3 separate regions of the Rattus norvegicus genome follow, and all the other regions are linked to region 3. A link is a contact called in public Hi-C data. All regions are on one chromosome and are shown on one strand. The core of a region is the stretch at or near the end of the contact, and the rest is flanking DNA. Distances in the headings are between cores, read along the strand shown. Region 1 overlaps LOC103691916 (a long non-coding RNA gene). Region 2 holds the start of Thbd (thrombomodulin). Region 3 overlaps LOC102549662 (a long non-coding RNA gene).

Region 1 (3,158 bases), core at 29-2,528, 460 kb after region 3:
ACTGATTCTTGTCCATCAGAATTAATTTTGTCTCTTAAGATGTGCTGTCACAATGCCAAGCAACCAGAGCTTCCAGGGACTAAGCCACTACCTAAAGACTATACATGGACTGACCCTGGACTCTGACCCCATAGGTAGCAATGAATATCCTAGTAAGAGCACCAGTGGAAGGGGAAGCCCTGGGTCCTGCTAAGACTGAACCCCCAGTGAACTAGTCTATGGGGGGAGGGCGGCAATGGGGGGAGGGTTGGGAGGGGAACACCCATAAGGAAGGGGAGGGGGGAGGGGGATGTTTGCGGAAACCGGGAAAGGGAATAACACTCGAAATGTATATAAGAAATACTCAAGTTAATAAAAAAAAAAAAAGATGTGCTGTCAAATTATTCTATCATGGTAACAAAATATTGCAGTCCTCATGTCTCTGACTTTTCTTTCCTGCACTGGTTTCCCTTCCGGTTACAGTACCATAGACTTTCCCAATGAAATTCTATTTCTTTGAGTCCCAAACGATCCCTGTTTGATTCAATTCTGATTTCAAAGAGAAAGTGGTCCAAGCTGAGGTTTTTGCTATAGCATTACTATGTCAATGTTCCTCCCTTCCTCTCCAAGGGATCCAGGCTTGGGTTGCACTTGACTCTTAAGCTATCAAACAGAGCCTTATTTCCTTCAGCACTAAGACCTACCTACAAAACACATTTCAACCTCTTGTCCTCCATATCTATGAGCATTCTCTAGAGCAGTGGTTCTCAACCTTCCTAATGCGGCGACCCTCTAATTCAATTCCCCATGTTGTAGTGACTCCAGGACACAAAATTATTTTTGTTACTATTTCATAACTGTAATTTTGCTATTTTTGTGAATCATAATATAAATATCTGATATGAAATCTTTGTGAAAAGGTCATTCCACCCCCAAAGGGGGTGTGACCCACACATTGAGAACCACTGCTCTAGAGCCTTTTACTCTTAGACGAGGACACTTGTCAGTTTGTCAAAATTCATGATCTCTCCTGGGCCTTGAGTTAGACTTCAGGAATGCAAATCTATATATCTTAACATGATTTCTTGGGGATTAACATGACATTCAAATATGAGAGATGCCACTGCAGAACAAGGAGCAGTGGCCTAAGATTGCCCTATACCCTTGCTCTCCCATGGCTTCCCAAACAAGGACACTTGTCCTGGTAGATGGTCTTCTGGGCTCCAAAGGCTTTAAAAGAGTCAAGCCTGAGCACAAACACTCATAAATGCATTTTTCTGTGCTGACAAACTTCCCTCATTAAGTAGCCAGCTCTTTTACAGCCACGGTTCTGTTTCTTTTTATAGAAATGACCACTGTGTCACAGATGCTTAGAAACTTTAGTTATTCTCTGAAACATCCTTTTCACCTTGTAGGAAAACATTAAAAATTCATGGCCCAGCTGCCACCCTGTTCAAGGTCCTTCTGATTCTACAGTCTGCACTGGTCAGACTCTTGGTACTGTTCATTCAGTTGAAGAGGAGACATTCAGGGTCTGGCAACCCAGACGTGCCTCAAGAAAATATGTCAGAGTCCCTGTCTTTGAGCCTCTTTCTATTCATTCTGCCAATTGGCCTGCTTCCTTTCATCTTCCCCCGATAGAGTTGGCCTGTGCAAAGGGATTCATGCCTGAATGGAGACATTCTAGAGGAAAGGAACACTAATACACACTAATACAACCCCCATGTTGCCCCACTACCTTCAACCAGGGTGCAGGATTGCTGGAAGGCAAGCTTATAGTGTGGCAGACAGCTCAGACCATACCAAGAGGCCTGATTCTGGGTTCAGTTTGGCCATTAATTTCTGACCTTGAGTTATCTCAGCTGTAAAATGAGGAAAGTTCCGAAGAAGTAGCTCAAACATGAGCATACTTCAGCCTCCACCCCTCTAGGAAGAGTGTTGGATCCCACATGACCAGGTCCCCCTGCCATGATTTGCAACAAAGACAAGAAAATATGTCACTGCTGTATAGAGATCTATGTCTCTGAAAACCTATAACATATCCTATCCCACCAGGCATAGAGCTTGTCTAAAGAAGGGTCTTTACTAGCAGCCCCTGCATGATCCCTGGAGCATGGTATGAATGCAAACCTTTAGCTCAACTCTAACCACCATGACCTGAAGCCAGAGCTCAGAGCCAAACTCTAGAAGGCACTGGAGATGCTGCAAGCATGGCTGCCTCCAGCAAGCCCATGGCTTCAAAGAACAATTCATCTCGCCAAAACAAAACCAGATCCCTCTGCCACACGCAATATGGGTTCTGACCCCCACTCACTATTTGCAGAGCCTCAACCGTGTTTGATAAGCACCTAATAAACACAACACAGTTCAGCTTCTCCACAGAGAATCGTTTCCTCCAGTGGCCACTGGTTTCTGAAATACCTTTTCAGAGGTTCGGGATTTCAGACTCTGGAGAGCTGAAGCTGCATTGTATGAACAGGAAGGGAAGCTGGGAGACGGCAGTACAGTGTACCCAGAGAGGCTGTGAACAATGGGTTCTCACTTTCTCAGTACATCAAGCCACTGCTATCAGATAGTCATTAGAAGTTATTGCATGAAGAAAGATGGCTTACCATGTTGCTGTATTTGTCAAAAGAAATACAAAGAACTCATACATGAATAAGAGTTTCAACAAGTAATAGCCACATCCACAGAGAGAAGTGCATATAAACTTGCAAGAACTTCAAGTTTCCAATCTAAACTGAGGGAGCAACTGCATCACCTATGCCCTGTTAGCAGCCCCAGGTTACTATTTTCATTCGCTAACCTTTGTAACTGACCTAGTCACTGTAAGCTGCAGAGTCCTGTATGTCTAGACTAACATGGGGACAGACATTCTGCTGACCAGAGTGATGCTTGTCACATTGTAGTCTTCAGTTTGATGAATAGAAAAATGGCTTTAGGTAACAATATTACCTACCCCAAAGGTGGTTAAAAGGACTCATTGGAAAAATATGATAATTTTGAGTATACTGACAGTCAATACTTAGTGTTTTCTATTATTTCTGTTCTTGATTTTTATATGTGAGAGTTTCATGTTTCATTCCACTCTTGTCTATAGCAACAGGCTGGGGGTATCAATGAGTGATATGCTGTTTGTGTCTGACCAATAAAAACTTCAAAATCTCATATTTATGAAG
Region 2 (3,094 bases), core at 126-2,625, 320 kb after region 3:
TTGCAGAACATTTCGCACCTGTCGGGATCATCCAGCTTAGGTGCGAAGCCCTCAGCACAGATGCAATTGTAGTGCGTGGAGTTTACTGGCTGGCACTGATACTCGCATTTAGATCTGAAGCACGGATCCAGTTGCTCCACGCACTCTCCGTCCACCAACTCATAGCCATCATAGCAGCGGCATTCGAAGCCGCCCTCGGTGTTAGAACAGAGCTGAGGGCATGGATTGGGCCCCTGCTTACAGTCATCCACGTCCTCACACCGATGTCCGTCTGCCGCCAACTGGTAGCCTGTTTCGCACATACAGGAATAAGAGCCTGGCACATCAGAGTTGTTGACGCAAAAATGCTGGCAGAGTTCGTTGCACAATTGAGCCACAGGTTTTGCGCACGAACGGCCATCAGCCTGCAGGTCCCCGCCGCTGGGGCAGACGCATCTGGGTCCGTTAGCGCTCCTGTTGCACATGTACTCGCAGCCACCATTCTCCACGCTGCAGTTCCAAGCTCCTGTCACTTCCCGAGTCCAGTGTCCCTCTGAAGTTCCGGGCAGGGCCCTGCACACCAGCTCCAAGCCAAAGGGCGCCACGGTAGCAGAACTGCCTATCGGCAGCGTCTGAAAATCCGCGCCGCTGACCCCCAATGGGGTATTGTAGGTGCTAGAGATGTGGGCACCCTCAGGATCTCGGGTATTCACCCGTAAAGGCCTGCAGAAAGCTGCGAAGTAAAACTCGCAGAGAAAACCCTTGGTCTCGTTCTCGCACGGCTTCTCTTCCCAGGCCGGCTCGCCTGGTGCAGCTTCTGTTGCTGTTGAGACCGTGACGCACAGCGGACCGCAAAGTGGAGGCGACTGGTCGTTGGGCCGCGCCCACCTGCTGTAACTGGTGTGGTTATCCCCAGTAACCCACTGGAAGCCGCGCAGGGGCCCGAGATGCACCGGGTCACCACAGCCCTGAGGGAGCTGTAAACCGATCCAGGGCCGTGAGTCCATACTACTGTCGCTCACCAGAAGGGAGATGACATCCGCAGCCACCGAGGAGCGCACTGTCATCAAATGTCCCTGCAGGCGCTGGCAGGCCTGGCTGGCATCGAGGAAGGTCACGGGGTCCTGGAAAAGCGCGAAGCACTCATTCCCCACGCATTGACTGCCTTTGGGCTGCAGCTTGGCTAGTGCAGAGATCCCCAGGCCAGCTGGAGCCAGCACACCCAGAAGGAAAACCCCAAGCATGCTGTTCAGGAGAACACCGTGCAAGCTACGAGAAAACGCTAGCACTGCGATGGTGCAGGCACCCAGTCCCGGCAGAGGGTTTCGTACGTCTGCGGCGACAGCAGTTAGCCTCTGTCTCAGCCTAGACTTTTCTAGCCCAGGTTCGTAGTCCCTGCGAGGCAGCCTCTGACATGCCACTCAGCTGAGGCTCCAGTTTATAAATGCGCGGCCCTCCCTCTCTGGAGGTTCGGGAAAAGGAAGGAAGTGCCTAGTGGGAAGGGCTGATGCTGCGTTCTCGGATTACTGGGTTCTCCGGACGCCTTGTGCCCGCCCTCCAGCCTGGGATCACCTCTGTGCGAAGAGTTAAAAACACTGTCTGGGCGTAGGGAGGCCCTAGGGCGTGGCCTGCAGGCGCCACCACAGAACTGAATTGTGTCAGCAAGTCGACAGTTCCCGTCCCAGACTCTCCGGTATAGCCCACGGGTAGCCTGTCTTTAAACCTCTACACACGTACACAAGCAAACGCACACGTACACACACACACTTCCCTATAGATGCTACCAGAGTTTGGAGGATGGCCTGGTAGTTGGGGCAGGGGGGAAAAAAAGGAAGAGTCTGGTAGAGGGTGTGTCTGAGACTTGCAAGACTCTGAGAAGGATTAGCTAGATCCCTGATGGGAGCTCAGGAAGCCTGGCTGCTGTGACTAGCAGAGGGGTTGGGTCCCAAATGACCTTAGAAGAGGCCGGGAAATTATACTAGGGCAGCAAGAGGATGGAGTGGTCTAATAACCTCAAAGCCTTCTCCATTCTTCTCCATTCTGACATCTGGACAGCAATCCCCTGATCTTGGGCAGGCATCGCCAAGGCCAGACCCTATCTAGTTGCTTGAGAATGTCGTGCAAGTGTTGTATGGGTTCAGAGATCAGGGCCCCCTTTCCCACTTGAATTCCTCCAGAATTCTCTGGGAAAGGTGTGTTGCGTTCCTTTGTTCTGGTTTTGTTCTGTTTCGTTTTCCTCCAAACCTATCTCAAACCCCTTAGTGAAACTGGCCCGGGACCACAGCAAGGAGGTGATATGAGCTACAATGGATTCTACTTGGTTCCTTTGGAGGTGATCACTTCCATTGTCATTTGAGAGTCTCAAAAGATAGAGATGCCTACAGTCCATTTGCTCACAATCGGCACTGAAGAGGAGGGTCCTGTGGGCAGCTGGGAGGGGCGGATGGAAATCTGTCACTTAATGACTTATCCGCTTAAGCACTCACCAAGAATGGGGAGGGCTGTGTCCAAATCAAAGCTTAGCCACCTCGTCCCCACCTCCCTCATCTTCCCTACTCGCGCCCTACACCCCGCGGCTGTCACTTCCACCCAACTGCCAGGAGGCGGTGCTGTTGAACTCTAGACCAATCCAAGGACAGTGGTGCATTACTATAACTGCTACTGAGAAGTGTGGGCTGCCTGGAGCCTAGCCTGAGGTTAGGAAATTCGTCTGTGGGAAGCCCTGCGTAGTTCCCACGACTTACTAATAAATAGCTTCTCTGATCCAGTACAGCTCAGACTTTAGATGAGAACAGAAGGCTGTGATGTCCTCGTGTGGAGAAAACATACACGGATGGACCTGTGGCCAAGAGGGTGGGATGAAAGCACTGAAACAGTAAAAAGAAGCAGGTGAAACATCCTCCATCTGCTTGCCTATGAGGGACTCTGGCTCTGTCAAGCCAGAGCTGAAACCGGTACAGTCCACCATCCCATTGGCTGAACTTGTCTTTATTGGGTCAAAGCTGCCTCAGCTCTCAGTAAGGAAAACACCAGAGCAGTGAATGGATGCCACTCTTTTAAGTTCTGGGAATGAATACGGTTACACCTGGGTCCTGGGAAAGAGAAGAGAATGGCC
Region 3 (2,824 bases), core at 297-2,796:
AATATGGACTTAGTGACAATTGGAGTGATTAAGCCAAACAAACAAGCTAGAAGAACTATATAGCTTTCTGAGCAGTAGGACTGATGTCTACATGTTCTATTTGTTCTGGGCACTAACAAAGCTTGGGAGAACTTGGTGGCAGTTTGGGGTTCCTCTATCCCTCCCAAGGGTGGGCAAGTAATAGGCTTGTGTTGCCTCTTCTAGAAGATTAAACAGCCAGAGCACTTCACCCCTAACAGCTTAAAATGACATACTGAGAACATCAAGTATAATCCCCTCATGTTTACATGGTATGAGTGCCCTTTGAAAATCTGATTAGTTCTTTTAATTACCAGGGACCCTTTTGGCACTTAGCTGGCAAATAGCTGGATCTAATTAATACTCTCCGTGTTAGGAAAACATCATTTATTTCCCTATCTGTGCTCTTAGTTTTGGAGGCTTCTGAGTTCAGCACTCAGGTGGTCTCTTAGCAATGTCCCTTTCTCTTTCACCACCGCTCCACATGCTTCTACGGGGCCATAAAGTAGACCAGAACTTGATGGATGGTCTACATAGGACTACTTCATAAGCTAATTACAGTGGAAAGCTGGCACAGAGGAGACATGGGAGAGGTGACAGTCTTCAGACTGTCCCTACCAAGTGCTGTCGATGGAGAGATCCTTTCCTGTTTGGGACAGTGATTAAAGTAACTTATTTCCACGCTGTATGAGAGCTGTGTGCTGTACAACTGGTGAAGAATGTGAGCAATAGCTGGGAGAGCTGGCATCTGCACTGATTTGAATGTTGTCTTGACTTCCATTTTCCACGGTGACAGGTGTTCCACATAGACTCGAGCTATACCCACTATGAAAAGGTAGAGTCTTGACATTTAGTTCAGGCAGCCAAGTCCTTAGCAGTTCCTGTAAATCCCGGCAAAGGAAAATTCTACAGAAGCCACCTAGTGGGTCGGTGAGGATGGAGCCAGGCGACTCACTTAAGCAAGTGCTTATGTAACCTCAGGGCCACAACTGCTGTCATGCAAGACCAGAAGCACGCAAATTTCCATCTCTTAGTATTCAGATGACCAGAGCTGTGACTGTACAAAGAGCTGGGGGCCTCGTTGAAGCCAGAGTTCAGACTGGCCCTTAACATGTTCCTGCTGAGAGGAATACACAGCTTCCTTCTGTACATGTTGTGGATCAGAGTGTGTACAGATTTTGAGATAATCATCATGGGCTTCCTAGAATCCGATCAATCAATACTACTGCTGCTACAAGTCTTTCCAGAACTGACAGGAAAAACAAGTCTTGACTTCAGGGGATGTCACTGGGATGTTCACTGTATAAAGTATTGTCAACTAGGGCATCTATGCTAGTACAAAACTATCCAAAATGCCTTAAAGAAGGTGAAAGAGAAATCACTCCTAAACGCCAACTGCAATGAAGCATAATTGGCAGCAGAGGGCAGCAGAGGGCAACAGAAGACACTGGAAGTTGATTTTTTTTTGCAGCTGGGCACATTCTTTCCGTGCACCCCACCCAGAGCTCACACACGCCACATCTGTTTGCCAAGGCCTTACCCTTCTTACGTGAACACTAGTCACTGTGCTGGTGAGCCACGGCTCAGGTCTGATGGAGAACCTGTTCTGTCAGAGGGTGAACAGCTTTTCACTGGGGCAATCGGGAGGGTCAGGATGGAAGGAGCTCGTTGGCTTTCTCACTTCCCCATCCATGAGACCAGGCAGTGGAGCCCAGATGGTGTTAAGGTGGTAGGCAGCCTTGTCTATTGTCCTGGTGCTAGTGAGAAGTGCCTTGGGATTCAGACAGCTGCTTGTTTGGAGGAAGACAGAAAACTGTCAACCTGTGATTTCCTCCAGATCCCTAAGCTCTAGATCCTATAAGCAAAAGCCCTTGGCCTTCTCCCTGAGTGTGGCTCAGTGGTCGGATACCATCAGTCTGACTCTTCTTAGAGTCCCCAGAAGCTGGGATGAGTGTGTGGCAACGCTAACAATGAGGAGAGAAAAGACAGTCTTATCAAGCCTGGGAGGAAAGCAGGCCCCATCGAGAGCAAACTTCACTGCTTTTAGTTTCTAGTATGTTCCCTTAGCTCACGGTATACTGTTTCCAAATGAGCCACACTAGGGACTTTGGTACTCTCATTTCTTCAGGATCACTGGTGAACCCTCTCTAACTTAACTATTCCTCTCTTCTTCTACCCCACCCCACCCCACACCCAGGTCCTGATAATTACCCCTTTACTCTGCTTCGCCTTGCATTTAGACAGTACCCAGGACCTTGCCTTTAGACAGTACTGAGGACCTTGCTTTTAGACAGTACTGAGGACCTTGCTTTTAGACAGTACTGAGTACCTTGCATTTAGACAGTACCCAGGACCTTATATTTAGATAGTACTGAGGACCTTGCTTTTAGACAGTACTGAGTACCTTGCTTTTAGACAGTACTGAGGACCTTGCTTTTAGACAGTACTGAGTATCTTGCTTTTAGGCAGTACTGAGGACCTTGGTTTTAGACAGTACTGAGTACCTTGCATTTAGACAGTACTGAGTACCTTGCATTTAGACAGTACCCAGGACTTTGCATTTAGATAGTACTGAGGGCCTTGCTTTTGGACAGTACTGAGGACCTTGCATTTAAGCTTTGCTAGGAAATGCCAGATCTATTCATTTCATTTCCTGTTGAGCCAGTGACTTCTGACCTCTTTGTGTGTGAAGGAAGGGCAGTACTGAGTCTCCTGTCCCACAAGACAGTTTTCCCCTCTTCTCTTTTATTCCCAGACTGGGTAACTTATAAAGAATAGTAGTTTATTTAGGTGACAGTTCTGGAGG

The links. A called contact is a pair of places that touch in the nucleus more often than the background predicts.
Region 1: a contact with region 3 is called in a Hi-C map of the A7r5 cell line, with 5 times the contacts expected there. The contact joins two enhancer-like sites. A contact is called at or near these places in 9 of 12 Hi-C or Micro-C datasets (the A7r5 cell line, the Rat2 cell line, hepatocytes and 5 more).
Region 2: a contact with region 3 is called in a Hi-C map of the A7r5 cell line, with 8 times the contacts expected there. The contact joins the promoter of Thbd here to the enhancer-like site in region 3. A contact is called at or near these places in 10 of 12 Hi-C or Micro-C datasets (the A7r5 cell line, the Rat2 cell line, Schwann cells and 6 more).

Annotation. Positions count from the first base shown.
Region 1 is chr3:156,457,468-156,460,625 of GRCr8, forward strand. The region is part of intron 3 of LOC103691916 (a long non-coding RNA gene); the gene reads right to left. Among named protein-coding and RNA genes, the nearest start is that of Nxt1, 100 kb to the right of the region's middle. Within about 2 kb of position 1,279, at least 3 of the 93 cell types and tissues checked have an H3K27ac peak or open chromatin away from gene starts, as enhancers often do. A contact at or near this core is called in the A7r5 cell line, where this site is marked.
Region 2 is chr3:156,318,803-156,321,896 of GRCr8, forward strand. It overlaps Thbd (thrombomodulin), which reads right to left and starts at 1,376. Exons shown (of 1, transcript NM_031771.2): 1 at 1-1,376. The coding sequence starts at 1,223.
Region 3 is chr3:155,999,860-156,002,683 of GRCr8, forward strand. The region is part of intron 2 of LOC102549662 (a long non-coding RNA gene); the gene reads left to right. Among named protein-coding and RNA genes, the nearest start is that of Foxa2, 75 kb to the left of the region's middle. Within about 2 kb of position 1,547, at least 13 of the 93 cell types and tissues checked have an H3K27ac peak or open chromatin away from gene starts, as enhancers often do. A contact at or near this core is called in the A7r5 cell line, where this site is marked.